Linked DNA regions of Mus musculus: region 2 is linked to region 1. A link is a contact called in public promoter capture Hi-C data. All regions are on one chromosome and are shown on one strand. Each heading gives the region's core, a stretch centred on a gene start, on an enhancer-like site or on the middle of the called end of the contact. The rest is flanking DNA. Distances are from core to core; before and after follow the strand shown. Region 1 holds the start of Otx2 (orthodenticle homeobox 2). Region 2 overlaps Ap5m1 (adaptor-related protein complex 5, mu 1 subunit).

Region 1 (7,464 bases), core at 2,242-4,741:
GGAGTCTAACTACTCCCCCCACCAACCCCCACTGTGCTCTTGTGGGATATGGGTTTTCTTCTTTTTTTTTAATTAGCCTGGAAGACCCCAGGGATGGTTCTCCCCTCCCCCACCCACTCCCATAGTTAATAAACTTGGAGGAAACTTTGGAATATTTTAAACCAGCTTGGCATTTTGAATGGAGAAAAATCAGCCCAGTTAGTGATATACATAAATCCAGATTACAAAACATGGATATCAGCCATAATGTGGGAATCACATACAAGCCTTGACAAATAACTTGGTGCCTGTATGCTGCTACTTTCCCGAAGCTTCATATCTCATCAGCCTAGCAGAGTAATTGTACACACAGCCACTACGACCCACCCACTAGTTAATGAGAATTGTTGGGAAAAAAAAAAAAAACCACAATCAAGCTATCTTAAGTCAGTTTCATAGGAAATGTTTTTGTTTTCTAAATGGGAGAAAAGTTAAACTCTGGATAAAGGAAATACAATGAATGGCTAGGAAGAATATTGGAGGCTCAAGAACTTACTGAAAATCAAGAGATGTTTCCATCCAAGGAGTCTTTTTCTCCCATCAAGCTTCTAAGGGTTTCTGTGAAGCAGCCCACCCTCTCCACCCCCCTTCTCCCAAAGCCAGTGGCTTTTGTCCTGACCTAGAATAGGGTTTGTGGAAACCGTACCTGAGCCGGGGTGTCTGCAATTTCCAAATTGACAAGAAGAGACTGGAAGATAAAATGCATGTTCTTACAGGTGAAGAGCAATTTTGCAACTTTTCCAGGCGACACAGGAGAAAGCTTGCCTGCTACCAACTGCTGGAGAGTCTGGGCAGAATTCCTCTAGAAAGAAAAAAAAGAAAAGTCTTTTTTCCCTTCCCTCCCTTGTCTTCATCTCTGGCTCTGGCTCTCTTTCTCCTCCTATGTGCGTGTGCGTGTGTCTCTCTCTCTTTCAGATCCAATCTTTTGAGAGCTGCAGCACACTGCTAAGCTAAAGGGAAATTCTCTTTGATAAAGCAGTGTTTCCAGCTTCTGGGTTTTAAAACCTAAATCTATATTCAAATCTGGCTGAAGGTGTGTTCTGGGATTTATGAAAAGCCTCTTAAAGGGGTAAATTTACCAAACCGTGACAAAATCATCACGATCTTACTTTAGACATCTGAAGTGGATGAGAATTTTAAAGAGACCCTTGTTTATTTAACACTGTCCGTTTCCAACTGGTGGTTTATTGGCCCTGTATTTCCGCGAAGTTATTAGACTAGAGGGCAAAGGAGAAGCGGGGGGCTGTGTGCTGCCAGCCGCTGAAGGGGAAAGCCCTCCCACGCTGTATCTAACAGAAATCCTCCACTGTCTATAGCACTCCGGACTTTTCTGGGAGGTTTGGTTGCTCTGGGTTGTCTCAGGATGACACCCCAAACCTTTACCCGGGCCTTGAGAGGTTCCTAATGTCTCCGGACCCTACTGTAGATGTATCGCTTTCTCTCCGGATTTTTTCATTTACTTTGAGTGACTCACAAGCCCTCGCTCTATTTCGTTACCGCACCCCACCTCTACTGCCCCCAAGGCCTTGCTCCCCTACATCCACAATGGCCTTTTTCTCTTTTCTTTTCTTTTCTTTTCTTTTCTTTTCTTTTCTTTTCTTTTCTTTTCTTTTCTTTTCTTTTCTTTCTCGCCCTTTGATGCTTTCAACATCATTATGATCAAACCGGGGAGAACTCTTTTCTCGGGGTGGGAAACAACCTCTTTTTCAAGAGATTCGCGTGGATTTGCCTTTCCATCATACAAAGCACGATGGCTCGGACCAAGAGCCAGGACCTGCTTCCCACAGCCCGGGCCACGCGGGACAACTGCCTGGGACATTTGTTTACCTCTCCTAAATGAAAGGCCTTAGGGACAGTCGCCAGGTGTTTCTGCACAGTGGGGGCGGGGTAACAAGGAAAGATCCGTACTCACCCTCCCCCCTAGCCTAGGCCCCACAAAGTCGTGGCTCTGGGGAACGCGACAGCCAGGAGTTTCCTTAGGACTGGAACAGCTACGAAGGAGCCAGGAAGAACTGGGCAAGCCCGGAGGAGCTCGAGGGTTCGCGGAGCCTCCAGGACCCCAAGGCTCTTAGGACACACCTGCAAGTCTGCAGCGGCAGCGGAGTGCCCAGCCTTAGGCCGGAGCCGAGCCCAGCCGGGCTGCCGAGAACTTGCAGCCTCGTGCGCACTCCCGTAATTCGCTAATTGCTGTAAATCCCAAGGACGGCCACATTTGATTACACATACAGTATAAGAACCGACAACAAAGCGACGAATTAATTACCAACTTCATTAACATAGGTCCCCAAATTAAAGGCAACGAGCTGTTTCTTTGGGCCCACTAGCAGTGGTGGCGGTGACTGAGGTAGTGAGGGAGGGGTGGGTTTTTTCGTTTTGTTTTGTTTTTCCTTCTGCATTGGGAGTTGTGAGGGGAAAGCTATCCTCCCCCCCCCTCCCCCTCCCAGCCTCCATTCACACACTCAGCAGTAGCGTTTGCCCCTCACCTCCCCCCGCCCCGTCCCCTAATATTCTGTCCAGCGTGTTTCTGCTTTTCTAGAAAACTCTGATTCTTGTTTAAAAAAAAAAAAAAAAAAAAACCAGTCTGGACCAGAAGAAGTTGAGTTGGTTGACCCTGCAGCATCCCAGCTCCCGAGTTTCGGCCTCTGAGTAGGGCGCCTCCATCCCTAGTAACTCCCAGGCCTGAAGTACCAGGCGTTTGTTCTTAAGCACAAACTGTTTCTACTGGGGGCTTTTTGTCACCTCATACTCAGCTGGAGAGATTTGAGGTATCCCCTCCCTTGGCCGGAAATCTGCCTTGGCGGTAGATTTGGGAGCTCACGTTTTCTTTTGTATCTTGCTCTATGCTTATCAAATTGAAAAAACATGCCTGGAAAGCCAGAACTCCAGAGACCAAGGGTTATTCTAAGGGGTAAAAGAACAGCCAGTGAGGACGCTGGAGTTTTCAGACAGTCCATAGCTGCGTGACTCTCTGCCTACACTGCATGTTCACAGCTCAGTTCCACTCTTGTTCATCTTCACCCATTTTTCCCTCAGCGCCGTCTGGTCCTCTTCAAGAGAACATAGCCCTGTTTTTAAGCCTGTGCCTGGGTTTGAGTTCTGCCTCTGACCCACACATTCTTTGCTAGCGTTGGAAATCGAAAACGGGGTACTACCCCCTCCCTCCTTCCCCTAGCTTTGACTTAAATATTTTCCTGCTTTATGTTGTTTGGTATCCTTTCTCTAAAATAAAAACAAAAAAGAAAAGGAGGATAAGAAGGAGTATAAAGGAAGAAGAAAAGACCGAAGAGGGAGGCCTTCCTGTCCATCATTTTAATTATACAATTAGTTCACATGCTTGGGCCCATAATGTATATTTTAAGCGTAGCCCAGTGTTTTAAAGAACGTTCTGGTAGTGTCGGAGGCCTGGATTTGTTGCCTGCTCTTCCCCCCGTGCAGCAGCGGCCTGTTTTCCTCCCCCTGTTGTGTGTTTTTATTATTTTCCCTCTGGCTTAGATGTGTCAATCATTCTCTCCCTGCCATTGGTTGGAGAGTTTGCGTCAAAAAGTTGCCAGAGAGGCGCTTTCTCAGCAAATCTCCCTGAGAGCGGAACCTTCCTCAGCTCCAACTCAGCCTCCACTGTTACTAAAAAATAAAAATCGCTAGAGGAGCTCAGTCGCCACCTCTACTTTGTATGTATCGTAGACGGACACAAGCCTGTTTACAACTCTGGCCACTTCATTTTATGTTTTCTTTTAATTGTTTTTTTTTTCTGGTTATGTTTGACTTTTTATGGAAAGGTGAAGACTACAAGGTTTTTAACTGAATGCTCTTGATTTCTTTTAGGATAGCTGGCTATTTGGAATTTTGAAGGATAATTTGATTTTTTTTTCTTTTCTAACGTCCAATGCGGCTGTAAGGTAAGTGTCCGTCTGTCTTGTCTATAGCGATATCTTTGTGTTCCCCCAGTCCGCAGTGACCTCCGCTCCTCCAATGTGCAACTCTGCGGACGTGGAACTTCCTTGGGTGGGGGCGGGCGATGTATTTTATTTTTCTAATGAGAATTTTGAGACGAAATAATGACCATTAGGAAAAAATTTGACGATCTGTAGAAGAGGGAGGGAGTGGGAGGGAGCGAGAGCGCGTGCTCCTGGGGGTCGCTGCTACCGAAGAACGTCGCAGAAATCCTAGGAGTCTAATCTGGGAGTTGGGGAGGGGTTTTGTTCTTATGCCCACGCTATTCATGGCTTCTCCTCGCGAGCTTTGCATTTTGGCCCCTAGATTGAGCTGGAGTCCTTAGGTTTGGTTCCAAGGGCGTATTTTAGAATCCATGACAAAATAATGCTTGTGTAATGTACCTAGGTTGGTAAATTAAAACAAAGATAATAAGGTGGACGCTTCCGAAAGACGGAGCTCCCGAAGGCCGGCTCTCCATTATCGGCGGGGGCCTCGGGCTGCCTCTAGACTCCTCGGTTTGCAACGGGAGCCGAAATCGGAGCGGATAACCGAGGAGGCGACAGCGCTGGCGTCTTGTTACTCCCGCGCCGCCTCAGCTCCTGTTTCTCGTCCTCACTCCCCAAGCTTAATGCCCCTCTGCTCTCCGCCTCTTCTCAAAGCCGCTAGGGCTCTTGAATCTTTTACAACTCTCCTCCTCTCCATCCCTAGGGGTGCGGCTCCCCCAAGCCCCAGAACTGTACACTGAAAGTCGGGGCTTCTGGGCCAGATCGCCAGGCCGAGGCCGCTAGTTGGACAGGTTTTAAAGGCGACTGTGGCTAGTGTGGTTCAGGGCACGCGCGCCTCAGCCTCTGCGCGCAACTGGGACAGCCAGACCTGAGGGTGGGCGCCTGGATGCTCCTGGTCAGAGACCCCGGAGTCCCTCCCTAGGAAGGACTTCGAGTTCTTAGTTGTTTTGTGTCTGGGGTAGCATCGTGGCCCGTTAAGCACTTCTGTACTGCCTTTTCTGGCTTGGGGACAATGAAGTGTCGTAGGTCAAGGCTGACCTTATACGGAGGGGCTCGCCGAGGCCCAGCCCCTGCTCTCGGCCTGCCCCCAAAACGAACTATTAGAAGGTCCCCGCTGACACCCGGCCTGGGCGACGGTTCGCGCGGCAAACTCCGAAGAAGTGGCGGTGTTGATGCGTTCAAGGGACTATTGAAAGCCAGTGTCCGATTTCACTGGAAAATCTGAAAACCTTAGAGCCCCAAACCGATTTGGTCTTTTGGAGGGAGAAGGGTGTATGGAGAGAGAAAGAAGGCCCAGCCGCGTGGACCACTTTGGGTGGGGACCGAGAGGAGTTGCTCTTCCTTGGAAACTGTGCCCTCCATTCCAGAGCTTGGGGGGGGGGGGGTGTCAGGATTTCGTCTGTTCACCTCGGGACTTTTTCCGGCCACTGAAAGTTATTAGCACTAGAGTGGAGTTGGGCGCAAACTCCTCCCCCAGAGAAAGGTAGACACCCAGGCCTCTCCTTCCAGACCTAACACCGGGGCTTCTTCGAACTATAATTAATAGTCAAGAGCAACCCTTTGGCACATTTCTTTCTCCCTCCCTCGCGGGTGGTGATGTTGATTCCCCGAGGCCAGAAACTTTCACTCGAGTTGGCGGGCCTGGCGCCGGCTGTTTTCCAAATGCCCGCGTACCTCCTTCTTCCTTTCCCTCCGGCTCTCGGTCCTCTCCCCTGCCTCAGGCCGAGCCGCCAGTCAGCGAAGTTTTGTTTCCTTTCTATCATGCAGAAAATTAATCAGCCAGGACGAGAAGCAGAGCTGAGCACGACGGCCTGTAATTAAGGGACGTGTGCCCCTCGGATTATCTCGTTAGTTTATCAAGAAAACATTTATTATAATTAATTCTCGGACGAGGTAATTATTATTGAGCGAGGACACAGCAACTGGTAGATGGGCTTCTTGGAAGAAGGGGAAAAAAAACCACCAAGGAGGGGGGGCGATCTGGAGGGGGAAGCGACAGATTGCACGAATTGACCGTTAGATATAAGGCTGTGCAGGCCGGCGCAGGCAGTGGAGACGGGGCTTGGGCATCAGAGCTGCTGATCTGCCGGACTGCAGGGCAGAGACGCCGGACCCAGTCGCTTGCTCCTGGAGGAGAGAGCAGTCGGGGAGTCGCCGCGCTATCGCTATTTGCTCCTAGGTATGAGCTCTCGGAAGCCATCTCTCCTCGAGAGCGGTCACCTTAACTCTTGTGTCTTAGAAAGAGTCCCCACCCCCATTCCCCTTTGCACTGTGCGTGGAGAGGAAGCTAGAATGGAATCCTTAGCAAGCGGTGAAAGTTAGGTGGAAGGGCCCCGCAGCCGTCTTTATTATCTATCCGTGTTTATTATCTAAGCTCGCTGTGGAGAAGTGACCGTGGTTTGGGTTTTGGTTTTCCTGTTTTGTTTTTGTTTTGTTTTATTCCGCCCACATCTCCAGGAGGAAAAGTGAAAATAGTTTTCCCTGACAATTTGAGCCGTTTTGACTCTCCAAGAAGGACCTCGCCCCGAACTTTCTGTTACTGCTTTTTATCCTGGAACATGCCGCTTTTATCAAATGATCTGTTTAGGCGATCTAATTGGGTGAGAGCTAGACTAGTAAATAAATACATGCCCATCTTAACATCATATATAACAGGTCAGAACTGTCCAAGGGAATAAGAGTGTATTTTCAAAGAATTCCTCTTTAGAGGGTATTTAAATAAGGAACGACTGGGTTTTTAAAGAATCTTACGTTCACAGTTACAAATAGCTAGATCTTGGAAGAAGGAACACAGAATATAAAGTGTTCTTCGCAAAAGTAACTAGTTTCACTCGTTAACAATCCAGTTCTCTTAGAAGGACATTTATAAAAATCACATTTTAGGGTGGGGAAATAAGACTTGTGTTCTGAATGTAAATCTGGAAGAAATCACAGCTGTTGAGTTTTGTTTGTGAAGCTTTGCCTTTGTCTCTTAAGCAAGGTAAATATGAAAACCTAAGGTCTTAATTTTTTCATTAATGAACTTTATGAAGTGACAGAGAACTCAGTCTTGTATCCGCCATTTTGAGGAAGTTTCTCAGAGTGTCAAAGTTTCAAAGCAGAGAGAGAGAGAGAGAGAGAGAGAGAGAGAGAGAGAGAGAGAGAGAGAGAGAGAGAGCGCTTTAAGTGCCTTATTTTTGGAAAATAAAAGCCAGCCTTACACACATTGCCTGCCTGTATTAACATCGATGGGGGGAGGGGTTCAGCAAAGGAACACAGATGACTTTTCTTTTTCTCCCCCCACCCAGCTCCTTTTCTTACAAAATTGTAGGAAATTTAAAAAGCAGAGAGAAGTGCGGTTAGTTCCATTGCTTTGGATGTTTATTGACTTCAAACCTAAATATATGGGAAAGGTGGCTCCCGTTGCAGCCCCCTCTCCCCCCAACCCAAAATCCAAGAAAAAGTGTTTCCCGCTGGATCTGTAGCCTCCTGACATAAAAAACATGGA
Region 2 (7,464 bases), core at 3,698-6,197, 420 kb before region 1:
TAACTGAACTTTCTGTATTCTTGTCAACGTTCTCATTTTACTGGTACAAATACTACTTATTAGACTTTCAAATGTCAAGTTGGCATGTTTGCTGTACAGTGTCTCTTCCATTCTTAATTTCATTGGTATGAGGGAGAGCAAGATAAAAGTAGCTCCCAAGAGTCCCACACCAATCTGGAGGTAGCGGTCCAGGACACACTTACTCGACTGGATAGCTTGTCAGTAATTTCACAATCACTTTATTATTTTTGGTGTATTAAGAAATAAAATCGTTACTAGTTTGTGAGAGGAAAGCCATGTGAAAGACGTGGAAGGACAGAATGTGTGTGAGTAAGCAAAGGTCCCTCAGCCTGAATGGAATACACTTGAGGTACAGCAACCCCCGCCCCCCAAAACTCAACAAACCCCCCAAAACCAGGCAAAAATACTATTCTGTTTAAAAGCCACAATGTAACTAGTTTTTACTATCAGCCATGCAGTGTTAATCTTGTGAAGAGCTGCAGGCTGCTTGGAGAGGCAACACACACACTTTGAACACTTCAATAAACACAATGTAAACAGTCACTTTAATGATGTTTCCTTTGTCAACCCCAAGCAGTGTGCGTTTCCCTTGCCTCTGAGCCCAGACTGGCAGAGTAGCAACAGCTGTGCCCGGGAAGAATTCTCAACACTCATCTGCCTGTTGTACTTTGCTTTTCAAGGTGGATGGTCAGAATCATTAGACTCCTTGCGCCCACCCCCCAAAAAGCTTCCCCAGTAGCTTCACTAAGTTAACTGAACCAGAAGGACCAGTTGCACCCCAACTATACATCGTCACACACAGATGGGCTATGGTAGAGACGAAATCTGCTAGCCCAAAGGAAGGAAAGCAAACACTAAAGTAAGGGACGAGTGTATTCCACAGGGTGTATATTTCAGCCCTCAGAAGGGGAATGGTGCCTTCATTTAAAAATACTTTTATTAGTTGGAAAACCCACAGAATAAACAATACCAAATCAATCTCTACTGGGATCTTTTACAAACTGACCCTTAAAATGACATCACCTCCAACTACATCACTTGCGTGACTTTTAATTTATTCATTGTATAAACTTTAATAACAGTTGTAAATCCTAAAATTTGTGTACTTTTGACCCAGATGAAAACTCAAGGCTTGATATTTCAAATGTATGCTTTTAAAGAGATTAATGGGAAAATAAAGCTATTCTCAAAGTATGTGAATAATTTCAGATATATTTAAATACTCCTCATATCTTCTTTCCATGAGGAGGTGTGTGCTACTGCAGCTCCAGCTTCTACAGTGAGAGATACAATTCTGCCAATTTCAAAAGTGGAAAATTCCTTGTATTAAACTCAATAATGAAAGGGACTTCATATTTTAATCACTGATAATTAATAGCTAACAATATAAATGGAATCACCTTTTTTGTTGAGATTTGAAATAAGCAGGTGATACTTTTAAAATAGGGAAAAACCAAGGTTTGAAATTATAGCCATTAATTATCTACTTATAGCCTGCAGAGGGCACTCAAGACCCTCGAAGAAAAGGTAAAAAATTTTTTTTCCACTTTTTATTTTTTTTAATTGGGTATTTATTTCATTTACATTTCCAATGCTATCCCAAAAGTCCCCCATAACCTCCCCCCAACTCCCCTACCCACCCACTCCCACTTCTTGGCCCTGGTGTTCCCCTGTACTGAGGCATATAAAGTTTGCACGACCAAAAAATTTGAAGGATTAACAATTTTTTTAAAAATCATTACCTTCATTACCAGTATTTATGAAAAACATTTTTCTTTTTGAAAAACTATTATCTAACAAAGGACATTTAAAGGAAACATACAGTTTTCAAAATTCTACTTCCTAATAGGGAACCCCCATCTTTCCATTCCTGGCATTCAGCACCTGTTCAGGCTGGAGCATCGTATACCAACACACACTGATGTCAATTACACAATGTCCAGGGGCTAAGAAAAATCAACCCAGCCCTCAGAGGGCCATGCTTCAGGGCTGGGAAGCTAGTGAATGCGGTATGCCACAGTCCTTCTCCAGGACACCCATGGACAATGTGCTACGCCAACGATGTGGGTGCTGAAGAGAAAGAAAGAAAGAAAGAAAGAAAGCCTGGTGGAAAGCCAGCAGCCCTTGAGGATTTTTAACCATTTTCTAAGACAAATCTCATGGTACTTTTAGCAATCTTCATTTTAATGAATCTCTCTATTATTATGAAATAACGATGTTTGCAGACGTATCTGAAGAGATGTCACAATATTTTTCTTCCCCTGAAACAATGCTGAAATGGCTCACAGGTAAACTCAGCTCAACAGGCATGGAATACACTTCAGGAGCACACAGATACCTATGCTGCATATATGCATATTCCATGAGGGCATATTTAAAATAGTGAATACTTTATTGCCTATTTATTACGTGGAGGAGTCAACTACTAAAACATAAGTTTCTTAGCAACATAACTATGGAATCTTGCCCTTTAACAGTATCTTCTACAGTTTTTCTCTGATTCCCCCAAAGTATCTGAAAACCTATCATTAAATTAGGACTACAGGAGGCTATTATGTCACAAATTTATGTATGCCTTTGAGTTATTTTTATTTATTTATTAATTACAAAATTGCAAAAGTTTGAGTAGAAAAAGCATAAGAAATCATTTAAACATTAGGTTTTATTGTAGATTGCTACTAGAATAATGAACAATTATATAACATCTTGTTTCTTTTTATTTATAAAGTGAATCATTAATAAAAACTTGATAATTAAAAACAAATTTTGTTACAAATAATTGTGTATATATTATGTATCTTTACATTTTATAGGTCATGAAGTATACTTGAATAAATCTTTGACATCTTGCAAAATAATATTAATAATCGTTTTTAAAAAGTGAATTCCTTGACAAACCGTATGAAACATGCCTGAATTTTCTTTCTTAAACTGCACAGACTACTTCCGAGTTTAAACATATGGGAGAAAAGGTAAAGCAAGAGGCAGAAACACTAACAGAATGATTAGCAAGTGGGAAAAGGAATGCAGTTATTACTTTAATGAGACTATGAGGCGCTACTTCTTCACGGAAAGTAAATCTAACAAGACTGTGTGCTGCATGCTTCCCTAACTGCAACTCTGTGCTATGCTATGCAGTGTATTTTCCAGTTCTGCTGGGGACGGCTGGGGAGATGAGGAGGCACTGCAGTCTCACGAAACCCAAGTGTTTTCTCAGCATAACTGTAGCCACTCCTTTGATTCTTGGGTTATCTGGGGGGCAGTAAACATGCACATGAAACAAAACACGAAGTTGTATTTGGAAGGTGGCCTTTGTTTTTTCTCTCTTCAAAGCCCATGATTCTTAATATCATTGTTAGGCAGAGCAAAGAAGAAATGTTTGTTCTTTTACGTAAGAAATAAACTTCATTTGGTATTCAATTGACTTTCTAACTTAGCAGACAAGACTTTACATCTTCAAAAACTGAGACTAAATTGCATTCTTGGCCCTTGCTTTAAAAGGTTATAGAGAATAGGCGCACAGGCTGGGAGTGCTCTAGTGATCTCCCTAATCTCGGCTGCACTTTGTCAGAACGAGCTAACTGGTGGTTAAGGGAAATACCCTAGATCAAAGGGGGATTAATCAGCGACCGAATCCTTGCTGAATCAACCTGTCATTCAAGAAAATTATTTCCACGGAACTTAGCAGAGGATTGAAGGTATTTGCATAACAGCAACCAACATACTTCAGCCAGGTTAAAAGGTTCAGGATTCATCCCATGTTTAGCTTTTTGGCTCCTTTTCCTTTCAGCAGCCTGGCACAATGGTCTCTAATCTGATGATACAGCTAACTATCTCAGGGGTGTCAGAACAGGGAAGTATTGCAAAGTTTGGATGAGGGATGGATCAATTTCACTTTCAGCAACTCCTAAATCTGATTTGTTGGAATTTAAGATGTAATCCTAAAAAGTCCCTTAAACCTGAGGACTGTTTATTAACATCCCTTTTTTGACCTTTGTCTTAGAGACAACTTCTGCGAGGGGGGCAGTCCATGCAGAGGTTTTGGGTGGGAGCCCCACCTATCTAATTCTCAGGGGTAATGTGAAAATCTATGAATGACTGTTAAGGTTTTAAAATATAGTAACAACAACAACAACAAAAATTGGCAATAGTTACTATGTGCAAAATTTCTGCTGTTAAACATAGCACAAGAAATCTAAGACCACAATATTTTAACAGGAGAAATACTGAGATGGCATGAAAGGAAGTGATTCTGAGATGGGCTAAGGTTTAAATAAAATTAAATGCTCCAAGGACATCGTCCAAGGAACCTATTTGCTTCCAAGTTGACAGGTTCCATTATTTAATCATATAAAACATCCCACTCTCTAGCTGCTAGTGTGTGCTTTAAAACACTGCTTACTAAAAACGTGGAGAACAGGCTTGACTCAAATCATGACCTAGCTTTTCTAGAGTTCATTCTAGGATGAACATTTTTTTAACCCTTTGGGTTGAGCAAGAATGATTACAACACTGATATCAGATTTCATAATCATATTTTGTCACTAAATGTGAATTTAGCACGATCGAATCTAGAGCAAGTCTGACAATGTCCAAATCTCTCACTGGAAGTCGACACTCATATTCACTGCACATGCAAAGCACCTTTCAAGTTAAAAAAAATGCAAAGAATAGCTATCAAAGAAAATGAATAAAATCCATAGTGAGATAATTTTTTAGAAAATGATTGAAGTTTTAACCAAAGAAAGGACTCTTAGAGTGTCTTATAGCTTAGAATAAGAACATGTCAATCACGATTAAGCTTCTGGAATCGGAATCCCTTTGAAATGCAGCTGTTTCTTCTTTAATTGTGGCAGTGGACTCTGAAGAAAAGAAAGGTCCAGCCGTAAAGATGAGTAAGGAATACAAAACAGCTCAGGATTAGCTGCGGAGTTCAAAGGTCGCTAATTACACTAAGGAGTTCCCAGACACAGGGAAAACATTAAACAGGTCACCTACCAAACCGGGAACACGCTTTGTCTTCAGAAATTATCCTGAAGTGACAGGTTTCTAGACAAAATCAGAAGCATCGGTGTGTCCAGCTGATCTCCATGGGATGGAAATGTGAGCTGGCTTTGAGTTCCCCAGTGCTGTGTTACAACGGAATGGCAACAGATGGCACTGGTTCCCTGTCACCCCAACGCTTTTCTAGTAACCCCTAGATTTTCCCCAGGTTTCTAGAAATGTCAAATTAGAGGTCACTGGTTTTTCTAATTTGTCTATGAAGAGTTTGCTTCAAGGATTACACATGGAATCTTTCCCTGCTCACTAGATAAATGTGTCTTATCTACCACAGTACAATTGGTTAAGCATTTGTACAATCAAAATTTCCAAACAGGTCCATTAATAAATTAAAGTGAAATGTTAAGTTTTGAGTTGAAGAGTGATAAAAAGCCTCTACAGAACAGTGTTTTCTCAGGAAAGATGTTTCCGTCCCTCCCTCCCTCTGGGTAGGTCAGGATAGCTAGCTCAGGTCCCCGGCAGGCAGCCCATCTCCTCCATTTCCTCAGGAGGACCATGAAAATAGAACTTAATTCTAGGATAATGTTTTGAAGGCAATAAGGGTCTAGAATGAGTAGGACTGACTCTACAAACTGTATTTCAAGTCCTAAGTTTATATATACTTCCCTTCAATGATGGCAACTCTACTTCTAAGAATCAGCAGCTTCTTCCAAGCTTTTTTTTTTTAGAAGACTCAAGGGGAAAAAAAAGACAAAAAGAAGCAGAACCCAGAATAAGTTTAATTAAAAAATATTATTCTACAATTCATATTTATTGTCTGGCTTCTAAATTTGGCATCAGTTAAGTTCCCAGGATCTTTAGATCTTTTTTTTTTTTTAAATAGTCACTTTAAGTTCAATTTGATGACAGTATGCTGCTCTAAAAAAAGAATATGTCATGTAATTGTAGAAATGAGAGAAGATAAGGAACTTGGCTAGACAGTTTTAAAGGAATCAAGAAAATGGTAAAAAGAAAACGACAGGGACAGACTTAAAGAGAAAAAAATTGCTATATTAAATAAGTCTAAATGATACCCACAGAAAGGCTTTTGGTTGTTTACCTGAGTTCATTCATTAACAGAGTTTATTTTATTTTTAAAAACTAAACAAACACTATAATACCTACAATTATTTTAAAGCCTTGTCTAAGGACACTAAAGAATCATAGATCATTATGCTCATCTTCTGAAGTTACTACAGTCTTAAGTCTACTGGCATCCTAAACACAGTTGTTCTGGCATATAACTGAATTTGTTACAGCAGCCTTTGATGGGTTAGGGTCACAGCTCAGCTGGGAGGGTGCTTGTCTGGCAGGCATGAAACCCTGAGTTCGAGTCCTAGAAGGGTACTGGACATGGTGGTATACCACTGTAATCCCAGCACTTAAGAGGGATCATCCTTAGCTACACAGTGAGACCCAGGCCAGCCTGGGCTTTATGAGACCCTGTCTCAGAAAGACAGGAGTTCTAGAACATCAAATAGGAATATGGAGGTTTATTGGCTAGCAGGAGAGATATGATAAAAACCAGGCTACTATTTGAACATTATCCCATTATTTCCCACTGGCTCTTTTGAAAGAAACAATTTGTGATTACTTTAACCAGACCATGGGTATTCTGCAACAGCACGCTCTTTGTACTGAGGCTTGGATAAGCACACAGTTTCCTTGTAAATCAATTACAGCCCATAGGATGGCTGACTGAACCTGCACTAGGAGAAGGCTGAGCTCTTACTCAAGGAAGGGACTCTGATTGCAGCACTGTTTCTCTCTCCATGGGACAGGAAGGGACGTGTGGTACAGAGACTAAAGACTAGTCTAAAGCGAAGCCACTCACAGCTTTTATATATCCTGAGTCATACTGGCATGAAATCAGAGCATCGTAACAATGACAAAAAGGGACATTAGCCTTGAAAATATTCTTTTACACTGAATCAGACTATAAATGTAAGATATGAATGTTTTCATAAAGAAACCACTCAGTAATTTTTCAGTCATGGGCTATGGGAAGACATGTAAAAAAATAAATACTATGATTCTATGATAGAATGTTACCATCATATAAATCCTTTTGAATATGAAAAACATCATGGTAACAATGATGCGTATGTTACTGGAGCAGGTGCTTTAGAATTCCAGATGTAATAATCAGAAGAAATTAGTTTCCGATCTACAAAAGGAAAAAGAAAAGAAATTAATGATAAAAGTGTTTAACCTTAGCAAAAACTCAGTAAGAGAACAAAGCCATTAGTTTTTTAATTTGTGAAGTGCAGTCATAACATGGTAATAACTTTGAAATATTAACACTTATTTTATTCTATTGAGGCTTTATTAAAACTTATACATATAAAAAATGAGCTCATAAATATTTGGGTAAACCACACTGAAACTTATATGAAATATCTC

The links. Promoter capture Hi-C pulls out the DNA fragments that hold promoters and counts their contacts.
Region 2: a contact with region 1 is called in a promoter capture Hi-C map of cranial neural crest. The contact joins the enhancer-like site here to the promoter of Otx2 in region 1. A contact is called at or near these places in 4 of 39 promoter capture datasets (the 3T3-L1 cell line, cranial neural crest and liver) and 1 of 115 datasets of contacts at active chromatin or transcription factors (embryonic midbrain).

What each region holds. Positions count from the first base shown.
Region 1 is chr14:48,663,671-48,671,134 of GRCm38.p6, reverse strand. It overlaps Otx2 (orthodenticle homeobox 2), which reads left to right and starts at 3,491. Exons shown (of 5, transcript NM_001286482.1): 1 at 3,491-3,707; 2 at 3,862-3,935. It overlaps Otx2os1 (orthodenticle homeobox 2 opposite strand 1), which reads right to left and starts at 1,847. Exons shown (of 5, transcript NR_029384.1): 1 at 1,739-1,847; 2 at 686-841.
Region 2 is chr14:49,086,009-49,093,472 of GRCm38.p6, reverse strand. Ap5m1 (adaptor-related protein complex 5, mu 1 subunit) reads right to left here. Exons shown (of 8, transcript NM_144535.5): 8 at 5,750-7,228. The coding sequence ends at 7,146. Among named protein-coding and RNA genes, the nearest start is that of Exoc5, 23 kb to the right of the region's middle. Within about 2 kb of position 4,947, at least 13 of the 459 cell types and tissues checked have an H3K27ac peak or open chromatin away from gene starts, as enhancers often do.